Linked DNA regions of Zea mays: region 2 is linked to region 1. The links are chromatin contacts, called in public Hi-C maps. All regions are on one chromosome and are shown on one strand. The core of a region is the stretch at or near the end of the contact, and the rest is flanking DNA. Distances in the headings are between cores, read along the strand shown. Region 1 overlaps LOC118473606 (probable glutamyl endopeptidase, chloroplastic). Region 2 holds the start of LOC100276515 (Calcium-dependent phosphotriesterase superfamily protein).

Region 1 (4,975 bases), core at 1,043-3,542:
AAAAGCGTATCGGATTCCGCTTTCCCGTCCTCTCCCTTTTCCTCAGAAATGGCCGACAATGACCATCCTGCTCCCCCGCGAGAACCCGTCGACCATGAAAGATCCCCGTCCCTCGTCAGGGAATGAATCCGAGAACTGAGACTGTTGCTGCTCACCTCAGATGCGGCCACGGCGGTGGCGGCGAAGACGGAGGAGTGGAGAACCGGGATGCTGCGGCCGAAGAGCTTAATGGCGGCGTCCTATGCACAGTCCTGGTCCAGGCCTTCGGGCGCGGCCATGGCGCGCCGATCTCGGCCCCGCGGTCACCGGGAACAGGCGGCGCCTTGTGCGGAGGGCATGCGACGTTCCCGAGGGCGTGGTGCCGAGGAATGGAAGGGGGAGAGAAGAGCGACAGGAAGACGACGGTGATGATTGCGTGGGTGCTCGAGCGGAAAGGCGACCTGCTGGTTTGGCCTGGACTCTGGAGCGAGGTTGTGCCCGGGCGAGGAGAATTCGGTGGCCTTTTTGCCCCCTTTTCTGATGGCTGCAGGAGAAGGAAGCGCGACCGGGGCAGTCAGTGAGAATGTGATAGCGGGAAGCATGAATCTGCGCGCGATTTGTGGGCGCGGACAGAGCTGCCATGGATGGCGGCGGTGATGATTGCGTGAGTGCTCGAGCGGAAAGGCGACTGCCATGAATCTGCGCGCGATTTGTGGGCGCGGACAGAGCTGCCATGGATGGCGGTGGATTGCAGAGAGGAGCACGGAGCAGGGCAGACTGCAGAGGTGTGGGCGCCAAGAATCGTGGCGGACTGCAGAGAGGAGAGCAGGGCGCGGCTGCCATGAATCTGTGCGCGATTTGTGGGCGCGGATAGAGCTGCCATGGATGGCGGTGGATTGCAGAGAGGAGCGCGGAGATGGCGGTGATTCTTGGCGCAGATGGCGGGCGAGAGAGACATCAGAGAGGAGAGCGGAGTCGGACCTTCAAGAACCACACGGACCTTCCCTCGATGTGTTGATTCTCCTTCCATAATGGCGGGCGAGAGATCGGATGCTCGAGATAGGACAGCGGGGGCGGGGGCGAGGGCGAGACAGTGAGAGGAGAGCGGGCGACGGCAGAACCGTGCACCAAAAAAATGTGGACGTCTACACTAACGTCTTATATAATAGTAGAGATATAGGGAAGGGGGACCTGCCACCCCTCCACTAAGATTGTCTCCAGTAGGTAGTGTAAAATAGGGAACGCGAAACTTAAATGACACTATTTACATAGTAATATTTAAAAGAGAATATGATAGGAGTGTGCTAGAGACAGCCTAAGCGTCTAAGCGGTAGGTACCTATTGTCCCCCCGACCGAATGAGAGTGAGGCTTGCCACCTCTCCTAAAATTGTCTCAGGGGGTAGTATAAAATATAGGAAAGCAAAAACTATAGATGACACTGTTTACAGAGTAAGGTTTAAAATAGGAGATGTGATAGGAGATGAGATACGGGGTCTCCTAGAGATAGAGATGACAATGGATACCTGAAACCCAAAAACCGATGAATTTTACCCGATATGTAGACGAGTATGAGATGGTTTCTCTATCCGCGGGTATGTTAATGGTCAAGAATCTCTACCTGTTGGGTAGACAGATACAGGTATAGATGGATACTATCCATACTCATGTACCCATATGTAAAATATACCGACGTCATATTATTATTATCAATAATAAAGCAGATCTTAGCTAAAAAATCCTTCTCAACTATTATTTGTTTAACTATTATGTAATCTCATGGTTTAAGTTGAACTTATATTTGTGTGTTTATTTAACATTCTAAGTGATACAAATATTAGAATTTGAGACCTTACAGGTACGGGTTAGCCAACAGGTAAAATTACCCGTATAGGTATAATTTTTATTAGCCAACGAGTAAGTTTTTATACCCACAAGAGCAGATGAGTAACCTGACAAGTATAATTTTTATTGACGAGTACATGTATAAAATAAAATGATACTACTCGATGGGTATATACTCGTTGGTATCCCTAGCTGAAGCTACAAATCCCAAAAGGCCCGGGTGCAAAAAAAAAGTTCAAATAAATTTTACATCTAGGTGTCGGCCGCTCCTCCTAGGACGACAGGCACCTAGACTTGTACTTTTAAGAACCGCGATATGAAATGAAACTTCAAATATTTTAAATATAAAAACGAAAAAGTTACGCTAAAGCGGGCAACCAAACAAAAACCGAGCCAAACTCAGCTAACCCAATACAACCTACCCAACAGACCCGCACTGTATTGCAGTAAACAGGCCAAGCCCACCCAGGCTACCGGTAGCTACCCAGCTACCCAGCTATCCAGGCAAACCCGCGCCTCTCAAATGGGCAACGAATGTCAGTACAACAGCTGCAGTAAATAATGGTAACAGGTAAAATGTGACGATGCGAGACATTGGAGCATATGATAATCTCATTAGTTATTATTTTATTTTAGATTGCTGTCAAAGAAAACCAACGTATCAGTTCGCTGCCAAGTGCAAGAGTTGGGATCAAAACTGCAAAAGGCTATATTTCTGTACATGATATTAATCGCAAGAATGACTTCCATTGGCCATTACCAATAGAATACAAATTGACCCAAATATATCTGAGTGCAGTGGCCACCAGAGACTAGGCCTTTCTTATATTTGTGGGGTGGGGGTGGGGGGGGGGGGGGGGGGTAGGGGGCTCCTGCATGCCAGTAACATGATCACCTGCAGCAATCGAAACAAATATGAGGCCAATCAAGGCATCCCTGGTAGTCGGTTAAGGTAGAAGTGCAACGATACACTATTTTTTCCCTTTAGGCTTGCTGTCCAGGGAATGTTTCATGAACACCAACTGAAGTTGATCTGTACGAAATCAAGTATGTTATCATCTTTTCTTATGAAGAATTGAGAAAAGTATACAAGTCCATGCAGATGGATGCACAATTCAACCATTAAACACGACTCTATAAGCTGCACAAAATAAAACTAATAAGTTACCGAAACTGAAACCATTTGTTTTATTATCATTTGGTATTGACATGCTTAATTTTTAAAATGCATCACAATAGATATTTGTCTACGCGATTGCATGCATTTGCACAGTAAGCGACTTAAGACATCATTGTAAGCAGCCTGCTCCGTGTGGGAACTTTGATATAAGATAATTAAGCAGATGAGATTTTTTTTTCAGTCTGTACAGTGAGCTTTAAAGCAGGTATCGCAAATACTACGTAAGACAATATCAGGAGCGCCAATTAACCCAACAGACAAACAAACAAACAAGTGTATCTTTTTTCTTCTTGAGAAGCAGCAACCAAGGAAAAAACTTACCACAGAAGCGATCTTGGTAATGATGAGAGTTCCTCAGGGTTTAGACCTTCACGGGCTGCACTGCCACCACTAGCTGACAATGTTTTGTTTTTACTGTCAGCCTCTGACACTGAGTCAACCTTGCTAGTACCATTTACACAGTAGTTCTGCAACCACCTATCGGTCTCCCAGAGGACGTGCATGATACTCTCCCTGGCAGAGTACCCATGGCTCTCAAAAGGAAGTATTACCAAACGAGACAGTGCACCATGACCTTTCAAGGCATTGAAGAATCGGTCTGACTGCAAAAAGAAAAAGGACAAACCATAAGATCAATAACGCAGATTAGTAAAAGTCACTAACCAGTAACAAAAATAAGCAGAAAATCAAATCATGAGAACATAGAGAATATTTCCACAGAAAATAATGAAGACTTGCATAAAACAACCAGAAGCAAACAAGTCAGTTTAATGGTAAAGACACTCCAAATCAAGCAGGTCTAATATCACATATGCAAAATTAAAATTGCTATCCTGGTACAACAATTAAAAGTGTAGTCCTTGGTAGCATGCGTGATTATACTTCTTACGAATCTACCTCTCACTGAAGAAGTTTGGGTCACTTGGACTACTTGTGTATGGAATATTACTCTTGTTATTGTTTGCTAAGATTCAAGCATCATATGCAGTAGGAAGCAGCAACAAAGTTCAAACACTTTTCCAGAGAGATTGATAGATTTCATAGGCTATGAGCAGGCTTGTAGCATAAGACTTGACCTGCATTGTCAATGTCCCAGAATTGTTGTCCTGCTCTCCATGGATAAGTAAAATTGGTTTCTTGATTTTGTTTGCAGACATGAAAGGGCTCATCTCGACATATGTGTTTGTTGCCTCCCAGAGTGTTCTATCCTCGTTCTGTAGAAAAAGCAGGTTGTTACTAAAGACTCAAAATCTATTCCATGTATAGAAACAGCATTTGTCTGTACCTGAAAACCAAATGGAGTTAGAGTCCTGTTGTAAGCTCCAGAGCGAGCGATTCCACAGCAGAAAAGATGAGGAGCGTGAGCCAGCAGATTAGCTGTCATGAATGCACCATATGAATGACCACCGACAGCAATTTTATCAGGGTGAGCCACCTAAGGAAATACAAGAAAAGGGATCATGTCAACTCTCAAAAGGTATCGCTCAAGATAGAAGAATGTTTTAAGTATATTTGCAAAATTGGAGGCTCAACATATGAATGAACTTTACAAAGTGCACCATAAATAGCACTCATAAAAGTGGCTGTGATTGCAAAAACACATTTTGTGAACATATTTGTGAATGAAAAGGTAGAAAAGGCTTACCCCTCTTTTGACAACTTCCTCAACTGCAGCCTCTGCACTCGTTACTAGTTGTTCCACATATCTGCAATAGTTTGTAATACTGAAATAGTAAATATACTACGGTGTAATGGCATAGTTCAAAATTATTCAGTCCTGCAGAAGAGTATAGAATAGATCAAAAGTAGACAATATACCTGTCATTGGCCTCTTCATCGCCTTCACCGATAATTGGGATTGTCGGACCAGACAGAATCACAAACCTGCAAATGATAGCATTGAGTGTGTGTGCATGCACCAGAAAAACATATTTGCATATGATGGATTGGAAAAAGTCCCTTCAACTTTTTTA
Region 2 (4,975 bases), core at 1,838-4,337, 180 kb before region 1:
TAGACAACTGCATTTATATATTTTCTTACTTTGAGACATCTTTTAATTTTATGAAGATCAAGTCCTTTTAAGATTTCTCTTTTGATATAACATATCATCAAATCATTTAACTAATCATTGGTCATCTTGTTGCGTGAGCTAGGCGGAGGCTGTTGTGTTGATTTGCTTTGAGCTACTCGTCGTTCTAAGAACAAGGACGAGCGAATGGCGATAGGGGCTGTAATACAATAGGAACCGGAGCTAGGCGATGGACGGAATAGGGGTTAGGGGTGAATCGCGGAGCTAGGCCAGACAGTCGCGCCAGACAGGTGGAGCTAGGTGATGGGCGAAGCGAGTGCAGACAGACGACGAAGTGCGAAGCTAAGTCTAGATGGAGACGTGTGGAGCTAGAGATGGCAATGTGGACCCGATCCACGCGAGGAATTCCTCCATTAGGGGATGAAGATGGGAATAAACTTTCCCGCGAGGATATAAATGAGAAAAATATATCCCCCAACGGGTAAGCAGGGATGGGGACGAGAAAGCATTACCCATCCCCGCGGGGACCCGTTAACCATACACGTGACTATGTTTTTTATGTACTAGTTAACAACAAAAATAAATAATTACCTTGTCAAGAGAACACTAATTGTACAAATGTGTTTATTTTGATGTATGCATAATAATTTTTTATATTTGATAATGTATATAAGTGACAATGTTTAACATTAATAACAAAGAACATATGTCTTAATTATAATTTAAAAGGGATGAGGATCCCCGTGGGGAACAGGGATGTGGAAGAAATGTTCCCCGCAAGTGTTCGTGGGGATCATCGCGGAGAAATTTTTTCTTCGTGGGACATGGATGGGGAGCTATTCTCCGGCGGGGAATTCTCTGTTGCCATCCCTACGTGGAGCTGGCGATTGGGTAGACGACGAAGGCTCGTGAAGCTAAGCGGAGGTAATCCTAGTCGGCTAGGAACAATAGAGTGTGGTATAGAGATTTATTTTACTATTGGTATTTTATTGGGTCCTCCGCCATGCATGTACCAAACAATACAATCTTGTATCTTTGGGCAACGTGTCAAGTGTAGGAACAAAAGTACTACGAGCATCTATGGGGTGTTTGAATGAACTAGATCTAATAATTAATTGACTAAAATTGTTAGTCGAATTAGTTACCTAACAAATAGCTAATTTGCGAAAAGTAGCTAGTAGTTGAATTATTACCTAGATTGTTTAAATATCTCAACTAATTTTAGCAACTAATTATTAGTTCTAGTCCATAAGTATGAACTGCCGCTTAGCAAAAAGCAACTGTTGATCCCACGACGGAGCGCGCGCGGAGGCGCCGGCCCGTCAACTCGTCACTGCCAACGGCGAGAACACCGCCCTTGCAAGGACGTGCGTCTTCTTCCTGCCGAGCCCGAACCCGACAATATGGTTGACGTACACGTCCCCGTCCTTCACCGTAGCCGACGACCCGATCCGGTGGACCGGCCCGACGTACTGCCCGGTGACACTCGCCGTCTCCCAGTCGTCGGAGCTCTCCACCAGCCGGTTCGGCAGGCCGGCGACAACCAGCCTCGTCGGGGAGAGCAGCTCAAGGCCGTCCCCTCGCCTCAGCGACCCCCGCACCTTGACGACGCGCACGGTCTCTGTCTTCGGGTCGACCTTGAAGAAGTCACCGCCGGAGGTGTGGACGACGAGGAGGTAGCCGTTAGGGTGGTAGACAATGCCATTGAGGCCGACGAGGTTGTGGCGCAGGCCCGGCCGCTGCACGAACGTGGCGTTCTTGATGACGCCGAGCAGCGCGCCGTCCGGCCCGACCTTCCAGATCTTGCTTCCCTTGGCGTCGGTCACGTAGGCGTTGCCTTCCTCGTCGGCGGCGACGTCGTCGGGAAATGTAGACTCGCCTGCGAGTCAAGGAGGCTCCGTCATGAAGGTATTGTACGTGGTAGTGAAAATTGAAGTTTTGTGCTGGCTGTGCGGTGTGAATCAAACAACCCAATTTTCATTAGAAGTAAATCTAGAACACCAGTACTAGCTGAAAGCGTCTGAAACACAAAATTCACGTGTCTCGACTCTCGAGCAACATCGCTCTCTTAAATTCCGCGAGAATATAACACGATTTTCTTAAAACTTTCCAAACTTACCCTAACATGTCAGGCGGTCAGCTTCACCTCACTAGGAATTTCTGCTGTTGCCGTTTGTTTTTCCTCTTTTACGTCCTGTCCAACACGTACAAGTGAACACCTCTAAACCCTAGTGCCCTGTACCGAACTACGGAATGCAGCTCAGCTGCAGGCTTCGTTCATGGAAGTCTAGACAAAATTTAATGCCTTCCATCAAACATTCCGGAGAAATTCTAGGATCCGAGCGAACGAAATCTGGCGGCGGCGGAGCATACGGAGGCCAAGTGATCTACTCCTGGTGCACGGTGGCTCCCTCTGGCGAAACAGACAGTGCTATCCTAATCAGCAAACAGGGTAACCGTACTGCCGAGAGGCCCACACACCTGGCACGTCGAGGCGCGTGAGGAAGAGACGGCGCCACGATCCGAGGTCGTAGGCGCCCAGCGCGGCGTAGCCGAGGCGCGGCGGCCGGTCGGCGTAGACCAGGAGCAGGCGCCGCCTGGGCGCGTCGACCGCGAGCCCCAGCGCGACCCGGCCGGCCGCGACGGGGTCGGCCACGACCACCCGCTCCTCGGCCTCGCCCTCGCCGGCGCGCACCTCCGCCACGCCGCCGCCGAAGAAGGTGGACGCCAGGAACCTGCCGCCCTCGGCGTCCCACTTGGCGCACTCGTGCAGCCACCCGTCCCCCGCGTAGGAGATCCCGCCGGCCGCGCTCTCCAGGAACGCGACCGCCGCGGCGGCCGCCAGGGCCAGCACGGCGATCACGGTTCCGCAGCCCCGGCGGCCGCCGTCGGGCGTCCCGTCGGGGCCACATTGGCGGCGGCGGCACCCACCGCACATGGCGAGATGTGGGGGGTGGCCGGCGGGCTGAGACTGGCGAGTGGAGATGGACACGGTGGGAGGGCTAAGGGCTTCCTTGTTTGTTGACCAAATGAAACGAATTTGGTTTACGGGCGAGAAGCTGAGTGAGAGCTGGGATGCTTTGTTGTGCTGTCAGAATATAAACGAGCGGTTTAGGTGAGGTTCTGGTGGCTGTTTGTTGGGGACAGAACCTTTGGGGTTTGTCAGTATTAGCGCGGCCGGCCACGGTTGGTCGATGTGTGAGATGCGAACGTCGTCATGCATGCCATGTGGTCCAGGAAATCGTCTCGCCGGCGCGCAGCTTCCCGTCCCGTGACGCTGGGATCGGGCGGCCGGGGACCGGCGGGAGCATGAGGACAACGGCTTTTGCCAGGCCAGCACCGGACGGGATGCCTGAGGAGGGGCATTGTGCTGTGCCAGAAAAGAAAATATAGGGCTGTCACGTCTTTAACGCTAACATGCTGTGTGACTGACTCTGTACCTTTCTCCGGTGGGGTCCTGGGCTGTGTGAGACGGTCGGCGTCGATCAAAAGATGAAGGAAAAGGTGGTGGAGTGAACGCGAGGGGGGGGCCAAGCGGCCAAGCCCGCCTCTGTTCTTCCGGTTCCTGCTAGTGCTACGACCTGGACGATTCGTACCGCCCTGTCGTCCTTCTAGTACTAGAAGATGCACTGATATTTTTAGAACCTCACGGTTTTAAGACCTTAACGAGATGAACTTTTTGTTCCTTTATAGGTCATCTTGGATCAACTCTTGGCGATGAAAAGGTCTTCGGCAGGGTGATCCCCTATCTCCATTGCTTTTCAACCTTGTGGCTGAGATGCTAGCTATTTTGATACATAGAGCCAAAGCGGATGGACAAGTTGTTGAAGTAGTACCATATCTGGTAGATGATGGTATTTCAATGCTTCAATATGCTGATGATACGATTTTATTTATGGATCACGACCTGGACAAAGCTCGAAACATGAAGCTCTTGTTATGTGCGTTTGAGCAAGCCTCAGGGTTAAAGATAAACTTTCATAAAAGTGAGTTGTTTTGTTTTGGTCAAGCTCAACAAGCCGTGGACCATTACATAGACCTATTTGGGTGCCAAGAGGGAGTGTTGCCGTTGAGGTATCTAGGTATCCCAATTCATTTTAGAAAGCTAAGAAATGCGGACTGGAAAAGGGTGGAAGAAAGATTAAAAAAAAGACTTAGCAGTTGGAAAGGAAAGCATATTTTTAATGGGGTAGGCTCACATTGATTAATTCAGTGTTGAGTAGCCTACCAATGTATATGATATCTTTTTTTGCTGTTCCGAGAAGAGTCCTAAAAAAGCTTGATTATTTTCAGGCCAGATTTTTTGGCAACAAGAGGAGAAGAAGAAATACCGTCTAGCGAAATGGAACATTCTGTGCCAACCCAAAGACCAAGGAGGCTTAGGAATTAGGGATCTAGATATTCAAAACAAGGCTTTGCTCAGCAAATGGCTTTATAGACTTTTGACAACTGATGGAACTTGGCAACAACTGATCCACAACAAATACTTGAATGTGAAAACTATCTCCCAAACCTTTTGGAAATTAGGGGATTCCCATTTTTGGGCTGGGCTAATAAAAGTGAAACACGACTTTTTGAGGTTTGGGACTTTCACAATAAGAAATGGTTCTCAGGTTAGGTTCTGGGAGGACATCTGGCTGGGTACGTCGACCCTTCGTGACCAATACCCTTGTTTGTACCATATTGCCAGATATAAACATCTGAGTGTGGCAGATGTATTCAGCACCTAGCTTTTAAATTTGTCTTCGCGTAGAGATCTAATAGGTCATATATTAGTAGCGTGGAATGATCTATCCACATGACTTGCTAATATAGTTCTATCGAATGATCAGGATGGATTTTGATGGAATCTATCACCAGATGGGCAATTCTCAGTGAAGTTACATTACCTTGGCTTAATTCACCTAGATGTACCCAACCTTAACAAAAAAAAATTATGCAAACTAAAGACCCCTAT

Evidence for each region. A called contact is a pair of places that touch in the nucleus more often than the background predicts.
Region 2: a contact with region 1 is called in a Hi-C map of ear, with 2.8 times the contacts expected there. The contact joins the promoter of LOC100276515 here to the enhancer-like site in region 1. A contact is called at or near these places in 7 of 25 Hi-C or Micro-C datasets (ear, endosperm, leaf and 2 more).

Annotation. Positions count from the first base shown.
Region 1 is chr1:49,054,703-49,059,677 of Zm-B73-REFERENCE-NAM-5.0, reverse strand. It overlaps LOC118473606 (probable glutamyl endopeptidase, chloroplastic), which reads right to left. Exons shown (of 15, transcript XM_035963511.1): 10 at 4,821-4,886; 11 at 4,648-4,708; 12 at 4,288-4,437; 13 at 4,079-4,216; 14 at 3,324-3,604; 15 at 2,424-2,855. The coding sequence ends at 2,855. Among protein-coding and RNA genes, the nearest start is that of LOC118473608, 3.9 kb to the left of the region's middle. Within about 2 kb of position 2,292, at least 16 of the 20 cell types and tissues checked have an H3K27ac peak or open chromatin away from gene starts, as enhancers often do. A contact at or near this core is called in ear, endosperm, leaf and 1 more, where this site is marked.
Region 2 is chr1:49,237,189-49,242,163 of Zm-B73-REFERENCE-NAM-5.0, reverse strand. It overlaps LOC100276515 (Calcium-dependent phosphotriesterase superfamily protein), which reads right to left and starts at 3,087. Exons shown (of 2, transcript NM_001150283.2): 1 at 2,500-3,087; 2 at 994-1,897. The coding sequence starts at 2,956. The coding sequence ends at 1,341.